Regions from separate parts of the Mus musculus genome. Here all the other regions are linked to region 1. The links are chromatin contacts, called in public Hi-C and targeted proximity ligation maps. All regions are on one chromosome and are shown on one strand. The core of a region is the stretch at or near the end of the contact, and the rest is flanking DNA. Distances in the headings are between cores, read along the strand shown. Region 1 holds the start of Psat1 (phosphoserine aminotransferase 1). Region 2 has its middle 120 kb from the start of Gm24319. Region 3 has its middle 87 kb from the start of Psat1.

Region 1 (4,505 bases), core at 1,375-3,874:
TCAAAATTCTTTTCTTTTCTTGTTTTTATTGTTGTTTAAGATTTATTTGTTTTATGTATGTGAGTAAACTGTCACTCTCTTCAGACACATCAGAAGAGGACATCAGATCCCAGCACAGATGGTTGTGAGCTACCATGTGATTGCTGGGAATTGAACTCAGGACCTTGGAAGAGCAGTCAGTGCTCTTAACCACTGAGCCATCTCTCCAGCCCTTCTTTTCTTGTTTTTAAAGACCAAGTTGTTGCAGGATATTGGATCTCACTGTGAACCCCGGAGTTTGTATTATTTACTGAAATAACTTGTTTCCAGTGTGGTGTGGTTCATCCCTTAGTATACACTTTTAATCCCAAAACAAGGAAGGGAGTAAAGTTAAAACTAAAAGTTAGCAAACCAAAAAGTAAAGTAAAATTAAAACTAAAAGCTGGTTTATAGAAGGAAGCAGCCATGTTTGAAAGTGCTGAGTGGCAGACAAAGTGATGAATCAGAGAAAGATTTGACAGAGGAGAATATGTTCAACTCTTTTTTTTTTTTTTTTTTTTTTTTTTTTTGGTTTTTCGAGACAGGGTTTCTCTTTATAGCTCTGGCTGTCCTGGAGCTCACTTTGTGGACCAGGCTGGCCTTGAACTCAGAAATCCGCCTGCCTCTGCCTCCCGAGTGCTGGGATTAAAGGCGTGCGCCACCACGCCCGGCTCCATATGTTCAACTCTTACAAGGAGAGGAAAGAAAGCTACTAAAGAGAGCAGAGAGGAGAGGAGAGGAGAGGAGAGGAGAGGAGAGGAGAGGAGAGGAGAGGAGAGGAGAGGAGAGGAGAGGAGAGGAGAGGAGAGGGACTGGGAGGGAGAGAGAAAGGAGGCAGTCTTATTGGGACAGTTGTACAGTGACAGGTTGAAGAGAAAACAAGCTAGATACAGGTAAAGACAGAACAAGCCAGGGAACGAGGAGCCAGGAGATTAGAGTAGGTTGCCAAGTTAGTATGAGGCCAAGCAGAGAATTTCAGGAGAGCTTGAGAAAGAAACAAGATAGAATCACCTGGCTTGAAGAGGAGTTTTGAGCCAGAACAGCGGAGTTGAACCAGCCAACAAGAATTTGGAAAGAGCCAGAAAATGTGAGCGTATTGAGCAGTAAATCTCAGAGGCTGAAAATTTTATGGGTCTAGATTAGATTATACAGAGGCCAGAAGCTTCCAGGACTAGGCCTAAGTTAAGCTCCAGACAACAGTTAAATCAGGTGAATAAAGTTTACCAAGTTCCTTTGTATAGTCCTGGCTGTCCTGGAATTTGCTCTGTAGATCAGGCTGGCCTTGAACTTAAGGCTTACCTCTACTTCTACCTCCCCAGTAAGACACCGCCTATCTCCAGCTATGTAAGTTTTTAAACTAAGGTGCTGAAGAAGGCCGTGGACCTGGCTTTATTCGGCCTTTTCTAACAATTTTGCTCTACTACTCCCAGACTCAAAGCAGTGTTTCTGTTCACAGCCACACCCCTTCTACAGGTTATGGGAAACAAACAAGAGCCCAAATGCTCAAAGGCTGAATTGCACGCCTGTCAAACTGAGGCCACAGATGCGGAGATCAGCATTAACGCTCAGTAGGCACGGTGCCTATTCCTGCCATCCATTGTACAAAAGAACTTGGGAAAATGTTTTCATAGTAAAGGAATCTGGGTGAAACTGCAAAGTAGAGGGAAAAATGCTTTTAAAATGTTCTGGACTTCAAAAGAACTACCCTAGCATAGAAGGGGCCTTCTTGTTCCAGAATCTCAAGCGAGCCTCCAGCACAACTCCTTTGAAAAGGGAACTTGTGTGGAAAAGTTTGAACAGATGTGGCACTGTGCCCAGCTCGGCTCAGGGCCACATTCCTCCGGCCCTGACTATATTGTGCTCCCGTTAATACCTCCTCACAACTTGAGGACCTCCTGCACAAGAGCCAACATTCAGGTTCCTGCTCCTCAGTTCATGAAAGAGATAATGAGAGAACAGAGACTCAGCGACTTGAAAGAGGCTGTCCGCGATGAGGGTGGGGGTGGCGGTAGGGGTGGGGTGGGGCTGCCCCCAAAGTTCGTAGCCACCCGTGGGGCAGTGAGCTAGAGCGCAAGTGCAAATACAAAGGCTTCGTATGTGATTTTTGAGACAGGGACCCTCCACGTAGTGTGGCTGGCCTCCACGTAGCTATCCTCCTGATTTACCCTGCTGGGATTATCAGGTGCACCAGGTCACAATCCTATGACCGCACTCTTCAACCATTTCTACACGCTGCACCTCCTTCTTTGAGTGTCCTGTCTCTACGTCGGAGTGTCTGTGAGGGTCTTAGGAAAGTCCGGTGAACAGTGGGGACTGGCTCTGGGACAAATGCAGCATAGCCCAGCTCAGCTGGAGGTGGGCCAGGAGCAATGGGTTTGCGCGCCACCTCGAAGTTGTTCAGAGGCCAGGGCAGGGGACTCTGCGCCCAGAGGTGCGCGAAGGCAGAAGGCACCTCGCCACGCGGGTGGCTGGTGCAATCCCCTGCTCTCTTGCGTTGACCGCTAAAGCCGATTGAAATTCTAAACTCCAGGAGGAGTTGATTGATCGTAGACTCCGATAGTGAGCGTGGCCAATAGGGAGGGGAGCTTCTGAGCGAGAGCCAATCAGTGAGCGGCCTGAGACAGCGAACCAATGGAGCGCCGACTCAGCAGGCTGAAGCCCGCTCTGCCTTTGCATCCGGAGACGCGGGCTGTTCGCGTGGTCTCTGCTCCTGCCACTTCCCCTGCTGTCGCCTTAGCACCATGGAAGCCACCAAGCAAGTGGTTAACTTTGGGCCCGGGCCTGCCAAGCTGCCACACTCGGTAAGGTGGCTGGGGTTTGGTCGGAGTGCGGGCATCGGGATGTGGGGCGTCGGGATGCGGGTGTTGAGATACAGACAGCGGTGAGCAGGGATGCCGCCGTGGAGAGATAGTTGCTGAGGCCGAAATGCGCTCCTGTGCACAGACGCGGGCGTTCACTTCCAGCCGGCCTCCTGGTGGCGTGGCCTCTGCGGCTCCCGCGTGCACAGGCGAGCGTAGGAGTGTGAATGAATGGGCGGTCGGGGCGGCACGTTTCCTTCCGGGGAGCGCAGGCTAAGCTCCGGGCGCTGGGAGCATAGTCCTCAGAACTCGGAAATTGAAAGCTGCCGGCTTCTCCCTCTTCGCCTCCACCGAACCCACCCAGCCCTTAAGCCTTTCTCCTGGAAACCTGCCTGTCTCCTCAGACTCTGAAAGGCTTTGGTCTGTTTGGCCAAGTTCCATTCACTTGATCGGTGTGTCATCCCGTCCCATCCTGCACGGGTTCCTCCCGCACCCCAGCTGTGCGGAATGAGATGCCTCTCGTGGCCGGGAGCCCATGGACCAGCTGTCCAAGCTGCTATCTGGTAACCGCTTGCCACAGCTCGCAGGCATGGCCAAGAATTGTACAATTATCTTTTGTTGAACCCTGGCGATCTCCCCGGGACACCACGGTCTCTGTTGGGGTAGAAACAGGATAGTGTGAGAGAGGGAAAGACGCCTTTCTTTTGTAGGGACAGCGACACAAGCTGAGAACAGGGCTTTTTCTGCAGCCATTGCAGTTCATCTTACATGACGGTCTTTGGTAGAACTGTGGGACCTTCTGGGAGATCTCCCCCACCCCCATCCCTCTCTGTTTTGGAAAGCTCTGGGTTTTTTGTTTGTTTGTTTGTTTGTTTGTTTTGTTTTGTTTTTGCCAGGTTAGGTAAGGCAGTGTCTCTCAGTACAGGCTAGCCTAGAATTTACTTTGTACCGCACGCTGGTTTTGAACTATTCCTGCCTCCACCTCCCAAGAGAGCAGTGTCTTACTTAGGGTTACTATTGCTGTGATGAAACACTGTGGCCAAAAGCAACTAGTGGAAGGAAGGGTTTATTTCACTCACAGTTCCCTATAACAGTTCATTATCAAAAGCAATGAGGACAGGGACCTGGAGGCAGGAGCTGACGCAGAGGCCATGGAGGGGCGCTGCTTTCTGGCCTGCTCTCCGTGGCTTTCTCAGTCTTTATAGCACTCAGGATCACCAGCCCGGGGGTGGCACCGCCCACAGTGTCAAGTTGACAAAAATAGTCAGCATGTAGGAATTACAGGCATGTGCGATTAACTTCAATGTAGTAAGCCTTCTTGATTTAGTTTCGAAGCTTTCAAAATTCATGTATGGGTGTGTCTGTGTGTGGGTGTGTGTACGCGCATGGGTCAAGTGCCTGAGGAAGTGACTTAGAGGTGGTTGTGAGCTAGCTGATGTGGGCTCTGGAGCTCCAACTGCAACTCCTGGAAGAGCAGTCTGTGCTTGTCCCAGCTGAGCCATCTCTTCCATGACTTCTCCGGCCATCATTTAAAGGAAGGCACTTGGAAAAATTCACTGCTGGAGTAAACCTCTTGTAAATCTTAAGCTCCAGGGTATCGGAGGTCTTCTGGCTTCAGAGGGTAGATGTACAAATAAATGAATACTAAGATAAATTAAAAAAAAGACTGAAAATAAGTTCAAAGATGGT
Region 2 (4,505 bases), core at 1,436-3,935, 120 kb after region 1:
CTCTTCTCTCTGTGTGTGCATCAGTCATGGAAAGGATGGTAGGTGAGGGTCCTTCAGTGTGCAGCCTTAGTATGCCAAGGGCAATGCCCTTCTTTCTTGATTTGTAAAAAATGTCTGGTAACGAAAAGGGAAGGGAAGTAGAAACATGCTCCTTTGACTTATGAAAGGATGAATTATGAGAGAGAGAGAGAGACACAGAGAGAGAGACAGAGAGAGAGAGACAGAGAGACAGAGAGACAGACAGAGAGATTGAGAGAGAGATAATAAGACCTTGATTTACCCAAGCAGAGAAATTGTCTTGCATAGATGCATAGACCAGGGTTTCTTACCCTCTCCATGAGCATCACTTTGGAGTGGAATTTCTTGTGTTGGCTTCTAGTCTATGGATTATGATCTATTTAAAAGCACCTGCCCTCACAACTCCAGCCTCTGTAGTTTGATGTCAGTGGCATATTTCCAGATGTGATGAAAACATCTCTGGACTGTGACAAAGTTGTCGCTGGGCTGGTTGAGCCTCACTGGTTTCATGAGGGTGGCTGGTGAAGTCAGCACTTTACTTCATATCCTCTCTAACGGTGTCCTTGGATTTAAAGCTGAGTGGCTGGGTGCTGGGGATGTAGCTCAGTGGTAGGGAACTTGCCTAGGATGTGCCAGGCCCTGGATTCTGCCCTCAGAACCCTAAAATCAAACACAAACCAAAAAAATAAACAAACAAACAAAAAAACAAACAAAAAACCAAAAAACAACAACAACAAAAAAACCACACTAATAGTGTCTTTATTCTCTGCTTCTGGGGTAGCAGGCTTATTCTAAGACAAGAGTGCCTGTGTTTTAAGTAACACTTCTTGTGATTCTTACATTCTGGACATCCCATCATAAAACACAAGCCCGAAAGGCACACACCAAATATACTGCACTTCCTGATTGCCAGGGAGGGAGCGCGTTCTTGCTCCTCCTCTCCTGGATCCATGCAATAATTAGCCAAAGTAAAATGAATATTAGCCCATGCTTAGCTGCCTTACTGTGAGCTTGCCAGCACTGACCCAGTAGTGCTAAACCAATTATTTTTTGAACTTTATGGCTTTAAATAATCCCTTGCTCTAAAATTCCCTGTACCCCTCAGCTACTTAACCACAGGCCCCTCTGCCCTAAATCCTTTTCTTATACTTTGTAGCTTTTTAAGCAAGGCCCCTCTTTAAGAAGACATAATCCCTTCTCTGTAGAAAACATGAAAGACCTTGAACAAATCAAGATTTCTCCATGGAGAATTCAGTTAATCCTGCGCTTATTGCCTAACAAGGAAATCCATCTCTCCACCAAGCACGCCATTACCCGGACTAATGCCTGACTTGAATAACAAGCAAATTATTGTGCTTTTAATTGTACCCTGCCTGGTCACGAAGCACATCTGAGAGAGGGATGTGGCATCTCTTCCCGAGAAACAGGTCAAGCCTCTAATCCTCCTTTTCTTTTTGCCTTCCCCTCCCCCTCCAACCCTTTCTCTTCCCAGCAGCAGAAGGGGGGAAAAAGACAGCTAAATTATGTTTAAAATGGAAGAGCTAAAGAAGAAAAAAAGGCAGTAAATACTGACTTGGGAGAAGGAGAATTATCCTCTGTCTCTGCGGTGTGGCTCATTTGAGAACAATCAATGTTATCATAACCCCATTACCAGAGGGCGATCTCTCTCTCTCTCTCTCTCTCTCTCTCTCTCTCTCTCTCTCTCTCTCCCTCTCCCTCTCCCTCTCCCTCTCCCTCTCCCTCTCCCTCTCCCTCCCCCTCCCTCCCCCTCCCCCTTTTCTAAACCAGACTCCTAGTGCATCTGTGCTATTGACAGTTTGGGCTGGATAACTCTCTGCTGTGTGTGTTAGTGGTGGGTCTCTCCTGAATGCTGTAGAACGCTCAACACCTTGTCAAGTTGTGTCAATCCAAAATGTTCCAATATGATAACAAAGACTCTTGGATGTCATGCCAGTCACCCTGATTGAGAGTCACAAACCAAACCCAACATATTGCGATGGACTGGTTGTATATGATCGTCCATCTCTACACAAACGCTAATCAAATCAGGATTTTTTTAAAACTGGAAACCAGGGAGGCAATCATGTCCTTCATGTATGTAGAACAGAATGAAATAAAAGGCAGCCGAAGCATTTGTTGTCAGGAATAGGGGAGTTGCTTGTTTCAGGATCCAGGATGCAAAAAGACTTGGCATTTGATCCTCAGTGCACAGACAAGTGTCTCTGAATGCAGGAAGCTTTTGAATGCCCCTCCCCATCTTGCAGTCTTAGAAACTGGGCTTGTTTTGGGTGGGAGAAGGATGATATGAAGGTTTACAGCGTAAGAACCATTACCCAGAAGTGCTGATACCCAAGATAGTTGAGGTCGGATGGAGAAGTGGTGAGCCTCAAGCTCTTTCAGACAATGCCAGCCAACCATCCTGAGACCTGGAAACCAGCATCACGGAAAGCGCCCCACAGCGGAAGTATTAGTCACGCGCTGCACTGCACTTAGAGTTGCAACCTTAGAGGAAAACGCCGTCTTACTCCGAGGTACAAAGAATCAGCTTATTTTTAGAACTTACTAGAAGCTTTGTTGTCTGTCCTTTAGTGGCCTCGAGCAAATATGGGAGAGAAAGGCATTGCCGTTAACCTCCGTGACCAATAGATGGCGGTGTATCTCTTCCTGAGAAGCCAGGCTTGGCAGCAGCTGGTAAGACCTCCTTAAGCTAAGGAAGACAAGTGCCACTCGGTGTCCTCTGGAAGACAGGCATTTCCTCCCATTGTTGGCACAAACAGCTCCAAACAATTGTACTGACCACACACCTTCAAGCCACATTCCGGGGTGCTGCTGGCTGCCCTGGAGTGAATGCCAGGAAAACGAACCAAGCTGCTAATTTGCTTGATTGGGGGGCGGGGGGGGGGGGGAGGGGGGGAGAAGGAGCGGGAGAAGGAGGGGGAGAGGAAGATCTTGAGTAACAATGGGCATGATTTATTTTTCCAACACGAATAGGGGCAATGCTATTTTAGCCCCTCTTCCAACTGCTGAAGTAAATGAAAGCAGCCACCTAATTAGCCGGAATCACTAGCTAGCAGAGGAAAAATTTCTGCTGCGACTCAGGCTGGGGTGGGGAGTTGGGAGAACCGGGTGTGATGTTGGAGGAGGAGAATGGGTGGGAAGGAAAAGGAGGCCAGGCGAACAGAAGGCTTTTGTAGAGCCCCTGGCTGCCTGCAGTCTGTGGGCTGAGCTGGCCCCGACCCTGAGAGAACAAGGGAGCTGTGGTTCTTCACATTCATCTTCTGCAGGCGGAAAAAGCATCTGCTGCAAGACCGGTCTCTGAGTTGATTTTTAAAGTGCTACCGGTGTAGATGAATTAGCTTGGGAAAGAGAGTCCAGCCCTGTGTCGTCTGGCTGACCTGCTGGTGGGCTGTACCAGGACCCCGCAGGAAGGCTCTCTGATGCACCATTAGGGACATTTCAGGCTGATCTGAGACCAAATTTGGCTGTTGGTCAGGAATGAAACAAATACCTAGTTATAGACTGATCCTGACTAATTGTCCTTCTCTAGCAGGACATATGCGCCATCCCTACAAGGGCAGTATCAGGAACTATCAGCACAACAATGGGCAGGTAGGCGCTGTTGAAATCTTCCACTTCACGAACTGAAGTGCTAATTTATTTGTTCAGGGATGACTTTGGTTTTTTAGTTCGATATCACTCTAATTGAAATACTTCACTAATGCGATTTATCCCAACTGTAAACTGTCAGTTCCCACAGCTGTTGCCTTTTTTCAAGCAATCTGGCAAATGTGTACGGCTAAAAACACAACCTTAGGAGATTGAGAAGGAGCCTGCACAATTTTCTTCCCCCCCCCCTCAGCTGGCCCACATCACCCCTCCCCCCCCAGCCCCGCCCCTGAAAACCTTTGAAACCACACGCTCCTTTTCCATAGCCACACCCACTTCGATTTTGGACAGATCTGCTGTGTTTGGCTGATCAATGTCTGTCCTTCGTCTTCTAGACTTGTACCTGGTTTTCCTCAGGGGACATGTGTCTTTAGTGAGGTGGACTTTGGTCTTCTGTGCTGGGGTGGTGGACATGTTATCCAGATGTAATAAAAATCTTTATATTTCCACCTATTTTGGGCTCCTGATGGAGGGTCTTGCTCAAATTAGCAAAGCAACAGCCATAAAACCGAAAGGAGACCCAGTTAACTTTGAATTTTAGATAAACGATTATGTTCTTTTATTAAAGTGTATCTGAGATATTATATGGAACACACACACACACACATACACACACACACAAACCTGTTGTCTATCTGGAATTTAAGTGTAACGAAACACTGTATATTCTGCCCCATGATGCTATTTCTTCCTAAAGAAGTATTTGACCTAAATTGGTCAAACTAGAATCAGACTAGGACTTTTACAATAGCTTTAGAAAAAAATATGCTTAAATAAACTCAAGAAAAATCAGTTGAGCTACTGAAGAGGGAGGACCTGTG
Region 3 (4,505 bases), core at 1,220-3,719, 87 kb after region 1:
CTTAACTTTTCCTCGGGTTCAAGACCCGTGGAAAGGCCTGTATGCTTATTTTGTGTACCATATTTCCTCTTTGTTCCTACTCTCTCTCCCCACTTTACTTCTGATAGCTTGTCCTGAATTTCCTCTAGAATCCTCCCTATCTTAACCACTTGATAACATGTGAAAAGGAACAAAAGGGCTCCTAACACCAGAAAAAATTCAAGGCCAAACATATTCCACTTTACTTCTGATAGACTGTCTTGAATTTCGTTAGAAAGTTCAAGATCAGACTTACCTCGTAAAGCTGTACTCACTGGTACTCTCGTTCCCCAGCTGAAAAGTTCTGAATTCATACAGTTGAATCCTTCTTAACAGTCTGCTTTACGGGAACCTTTATTACCGCGACCCGCAGTTCTGGTTCTGGAATGAGGGATCTTCCTTGCGCCAGTCCCGAGTTTTTTCTCGTCCCGGAATTCGGCACCAATTGTTATTAGACGCGTTTTCACGACCGGCCAGGAAGAACACCACAGACCAGAATCTTCTGCGGCAAAGCTTTATTTCTTACATCTTCAGGAGCCAGGGTGCAGGAAGCAAGAGAGCAAGAAGCAAGAGAGCAAGAAGCAAGAGAGCAAGAAGCAAGAGAGCAAGAAGCAAGAGAGCAAGAAGCAAGAGAGAGAGAGAAACGAAACCCCGTCCCTCTTAAGGAGCATTCTCCTTCGCCTCGGACGTGTCACTCCCTGATTGGCTGCAGCCCATCGGCCGAGTTGACGTCACGGGGAAGGCAGAGCACAAGTAGTCATAAGATACCCTTGGCACATGCGCAGATTATTTGTTTACCACTTAGAACACAGCTGTCAGCGCCATCTTGTAACGGCGAATGTGGGCGCGGCTCCCAACAGTGGAGCAAAAGGCAATTGTGAATCTTTGCAGGGAGAATGCTAATCTCTCTGTGCTTTTGCAGGTAGGATTTGAAAGAGCAAAAGTATCTCCTTCCACCTCTTCCATGGAAAGATCTGTGTAGCCCTGGCTCTCTTGGAACTCACTCTATAGACCAGACTGGCCTTGAACTCAGAGATCCACTTGCATCTGCCTCCCTAGTGCTGGGATTGAAGGCATGTGCCACCACCTCCAGGCTAATGCACTACTGATTCTTGGTCTATGTGTTCTTGGTCAGGTTCAACATTGATGGTAGGTTCCATTTGCACTACCTGTGGGGCTCATCGTCTCCCTACAACTATCAAATGCAGAAACACCAAGCAGACTTGCATTTGGGTCGTTTTGTTATGTTGGCGAGATGGTTTAGAAAAACAGTAACACACAACCCTGGAGCCAGTCCTGTAGCCATGTGGACCACACTCCACATGGGATCTGAAGGATCAGACATGCAGGCCAGCTTGTGATTATTTTTCCAGTTTCCAGAAGGTTCTTAGGAAGAAGAATTGCTTGGAAATTTGGGAAAAGGAAGCATGCCAGGGCCAGAAGGCTTAACAGACAAAAACTGTTATAGATGCTGAAGGTGACAATCCTGAGTCTTTCCAGGTTAAGTCTTTGGGTGAGTTCCCCCCTCAGTAGTAATCAGAGATTCTCAAGAGCTGGCCTGAATTCTTCTTTGCATAAGCCAGGTATTTTCAAGGTCAGGGGTGAGGCCTGTGCTGGAGGGGTACTGGCCCTGCTTAGAGGTAATTGGTCTGAAAGAGTGGCTATTGTGAGCTCTAGGGGAAGCAGGACCGGCTGGCTTCTGCTGCTGGCTACTGTCACAGTCCCCTTGGCAGCCCCCGGTTCTTGCTCATAAATATATGCAGACTTTCTGAAAGCACTGGAGCCTTTTCAAGGGAAGGGGAAAACACGGTTCGGTTCATTGTTAGCTCTACAGTTGCTCCCGATTTTAAGAAGGGCAGATGTTTGATGGAACAGATGTTGCCAGGGACCCAGTGGGAATAGTCCTGAGACTTCATTTGAGAACAATGGTTTCCAAAAACAAAAACAAAAACAAAACAAAACAAAACAAACAAATAAACAAACAAAAAATGGTTTCAAAGAACATAACTTTTCATAACAAAAAATGTCAGGACATGAAATTGTTGCACTGCTGTTTGAGGTGTGGAGAGGGTAATAGTCTTGCATGGCCTCCAACTTCAGCCTCCAGTGTAAATACCGTGCAGAAAGAGTCCTTTTGCCAGGAAGCCATTAGGAAAGTGATGTTGGGCCAACTGAAGTCCTGTGTGCATGACAACTGTCAGCTGATCAGGAACTCTCAAACTCCTGTTCTTATAATAGAGTAATATGCAAAAGAGAAGACAAAACAGTTGGCCTTCTCAGCCATGCTTAACAACTTGGACTTAACACCCCCACCAGCTGTAAATTGAGTGTGTTAAGTCATAAATCTCAAAGGAGGTGAAAGTTCCTTGGCAGATAATGAGCTGTCTCCATTATCTTCTCATTCATGACTTCCTGTGGGGGAGCTTGGGAGAGCAGTTGGGCTTTCTTTGACAAGCATCTGCAGATAAGCAGGGGAGTGTTTCTGGCAGTTTTTCAGGGTAGTCTGTCCCCTCTTTGATGGGGGCACTTTGGAGGCTCTCAGGGGACAGTGGTTACTTCCCACTCTGCAGTGCCCACATCTTTACATCTTCAAAGACAGACTTAGTTTTTAAAAAAAAAAACAAACCCAAAACCAAAAAACAAAAAAACAAATGAAGGAAATTCCCCAAAGAACCTTCCCAGGGAGCAACAAAAACATCCGCTGTAAACAGCAGGTTCATCTTCTGACAGGTTTTGTTTGCAAATGATAACAATTACAGGTAATTTTTCATTTCAATTGGAGGAGCAGGTATTAAGGAGGGGGGAGGGGCAGAGAAAAGATGAGCTCACAAGCTCTCTCAAGGGCCTCATTCACTCCCAGGTCTACAACCTGAGCTGCGTGGAGGACCAGGTAGTGGCTCCCCGTTCCATTAAGAGATCTAATTGTGGCTGTTCCGTCTGTTGGCAGATGCAGTTTCCACATAACAACGGCCCAGAGACAGAGCTGCGTGATTAATGCCTCCAGCTGTCATATGCCCCATTATCTGTGCATTTGCATAACTTAATGGTTTAGGACAGGGGAGAGAGGATGCTTAATTTAATGTTTAGCAGGCCCTTGATAGCTGAATAATTTAAGAACTGTCAAGGGGGGTCAGTCCTACACCAATTCAGCAAGACAGCTATGATTTCTGCATATCGTTAAAAATTCTTGCTGGGGAGATTTTTTTTTTTAAAGGGAAAAAGAACAACAATGCCTGAAAGGAAGCATTGATTTTTTTCCTGTTAACCATTTCCTGGCTGTGACAAGTGGAAGTTTGTTTTTGACAGCAGCTGCTTGTTTGAAGACCACAGGGGAAGCATGGGTCGCTCCTCTTCCCCTCCTCTATGGACACCCCCTCCCCCAGCCTCTTCCCTCCCTCGCTTTCTGATCATGTCTCCTTTTGTTCCCCTCAACCATCTCACCCTTTATGCCCTATTTTATGACCCACTTACAATCCTCTCCTGCTCTTTACCTCTAGCCTCTCATTTAGCTGAAAGGCATATGGGGAGGAGGGAGAAGGGAGATGTTGGGGGAGGCGGGAGGCGGAAAGGGAGCATGGACAGGGAGGAGCATAATTTGCTTAAAATCAACTAACAGCCCAAGTTGCTTTCAATAGGAAACACTGTCAGTTTCATTAGTTGCTAATGAATATTATTAAACTAATCTGTCATTTGTTTTCTAATTATGTGTCACCAGGCATCATGGTGGCAGCTGAGGTGACTCACTAGTGAATAATGTGTAGAGCTCCCTCACCTCTTTTTTTTTCTTTTCCAGAGTAAAAACAGCAAGTGATTAGCGATCATTTCACCCTGCATAGTCAGCCACCCCAGCCCTTGGTAGTCATTTTTCTCCCACACATTCTCAGTACAGCGAGGCAGTGGTTCAGCCTTGGCAGTCCATTCCCAGGGTACTGACCTGGCCCACCTCAAACCTGACTCAACCTTGTTTCTACGTTCTCAGCTGGTGTGAGACAATCTTAGATCAACTCCCTCCAAATCTTGTGGGTCTGGATTTTGGGCAACTCAGTTGCCTGGTGAGATGTATACTAGGCAGCTTTTGATGCTTGGCTGGTCTCAAAGGTCCAAAGCAATTCTGCTCAAATGACTGGCACTTTGATGGGCTGGTTAGACTTCTGAGTCTCTCTCTCTCTCTCTCTCTCTCTCTCTCTCTCTCTCTCTCTCTCTCTCTCTCTCTCTCTCCCTCTCTCTCCCTCTCTCCTTCTCTCACCTTGGGGATTCCAAGAATTCTGAAGACCAGAAGTGGCAACTCTCTGTGACCTTGGAAGCATTCTGGACATTTCATTTTTATTACATTTTGAGACAGTTTTGTCTGTCACAAAGACTCAAGAGGTGATGGGTAGGGGGCGTGCATATCTGTGGTTGGAGGTGTGTATACGGGAGTGTGGCTCAACAGTTAGAGACAAACACTGCTCTTACAGAGGCCTGGAGTTCGTGCACACACAGCCATG

What was found. Hi-C and Micro-C count contacts between places; a contact is called where the count stands out from the background.
Region 2: a contact with region 1 is called in a targeted proximity ligation map of pro-B cells, with 2.1 times the contacts expected there. A contact is called at or near these places in 2 of 484 Hi-C or Micro-C datasets (Sertoli cells and pre-pro-B cells), 3 of 130 datasets of targeted methods (the 230-238 cell line, astrocytes and pro-B cells) and 1 of 9 other capture datasets (pancreatic islet).
Region 3: a Hi-C map of the G1E-ER4 cell line shows a contact between it and region 1, with 2.5 times the contacts expected there. A contact is called at or near these places in 5 of 484 Hi-C or Micro-C datasets (the G1E-ER4 cell line, centroblasts, macrophages and 1 more), 1 of 130 datasets of targeted methods (epiblast stem cells) and 3 of 9 other capture datasets (adipose tissue, liver and pancreatic islet).

The regions. Positions count from the first base shown.
Region 1 is chr19:15,923,178-15,927,682 of GRCm38.p6, reverse strand. It overlaps Psat1 (phosphoserine aminotransferase 1), which reads left to right and starts at 2,624. Exons shown (of 9, transcript NM_177420.2): 1 at 2,624-2,819. The coding sequence starts at 2,760.
Region 2 is chr19:15,800,206-15,804,710 of GRCm38.p6, reverse strand. No RefSeq gene overlaps it. Among named protein-coding and RNA genes, the nearest start is that of Gm24319, 120 kb to the right of the region's middle.
Region 3 is chr19:15,835,760-15,840,264 of GRCm38.p6, reverse strand. No RefSeq gene overlaps it. Among named protein-coding and RNA genes, the nearest start is that of Psat1, 87 kb to the left of the region's middle.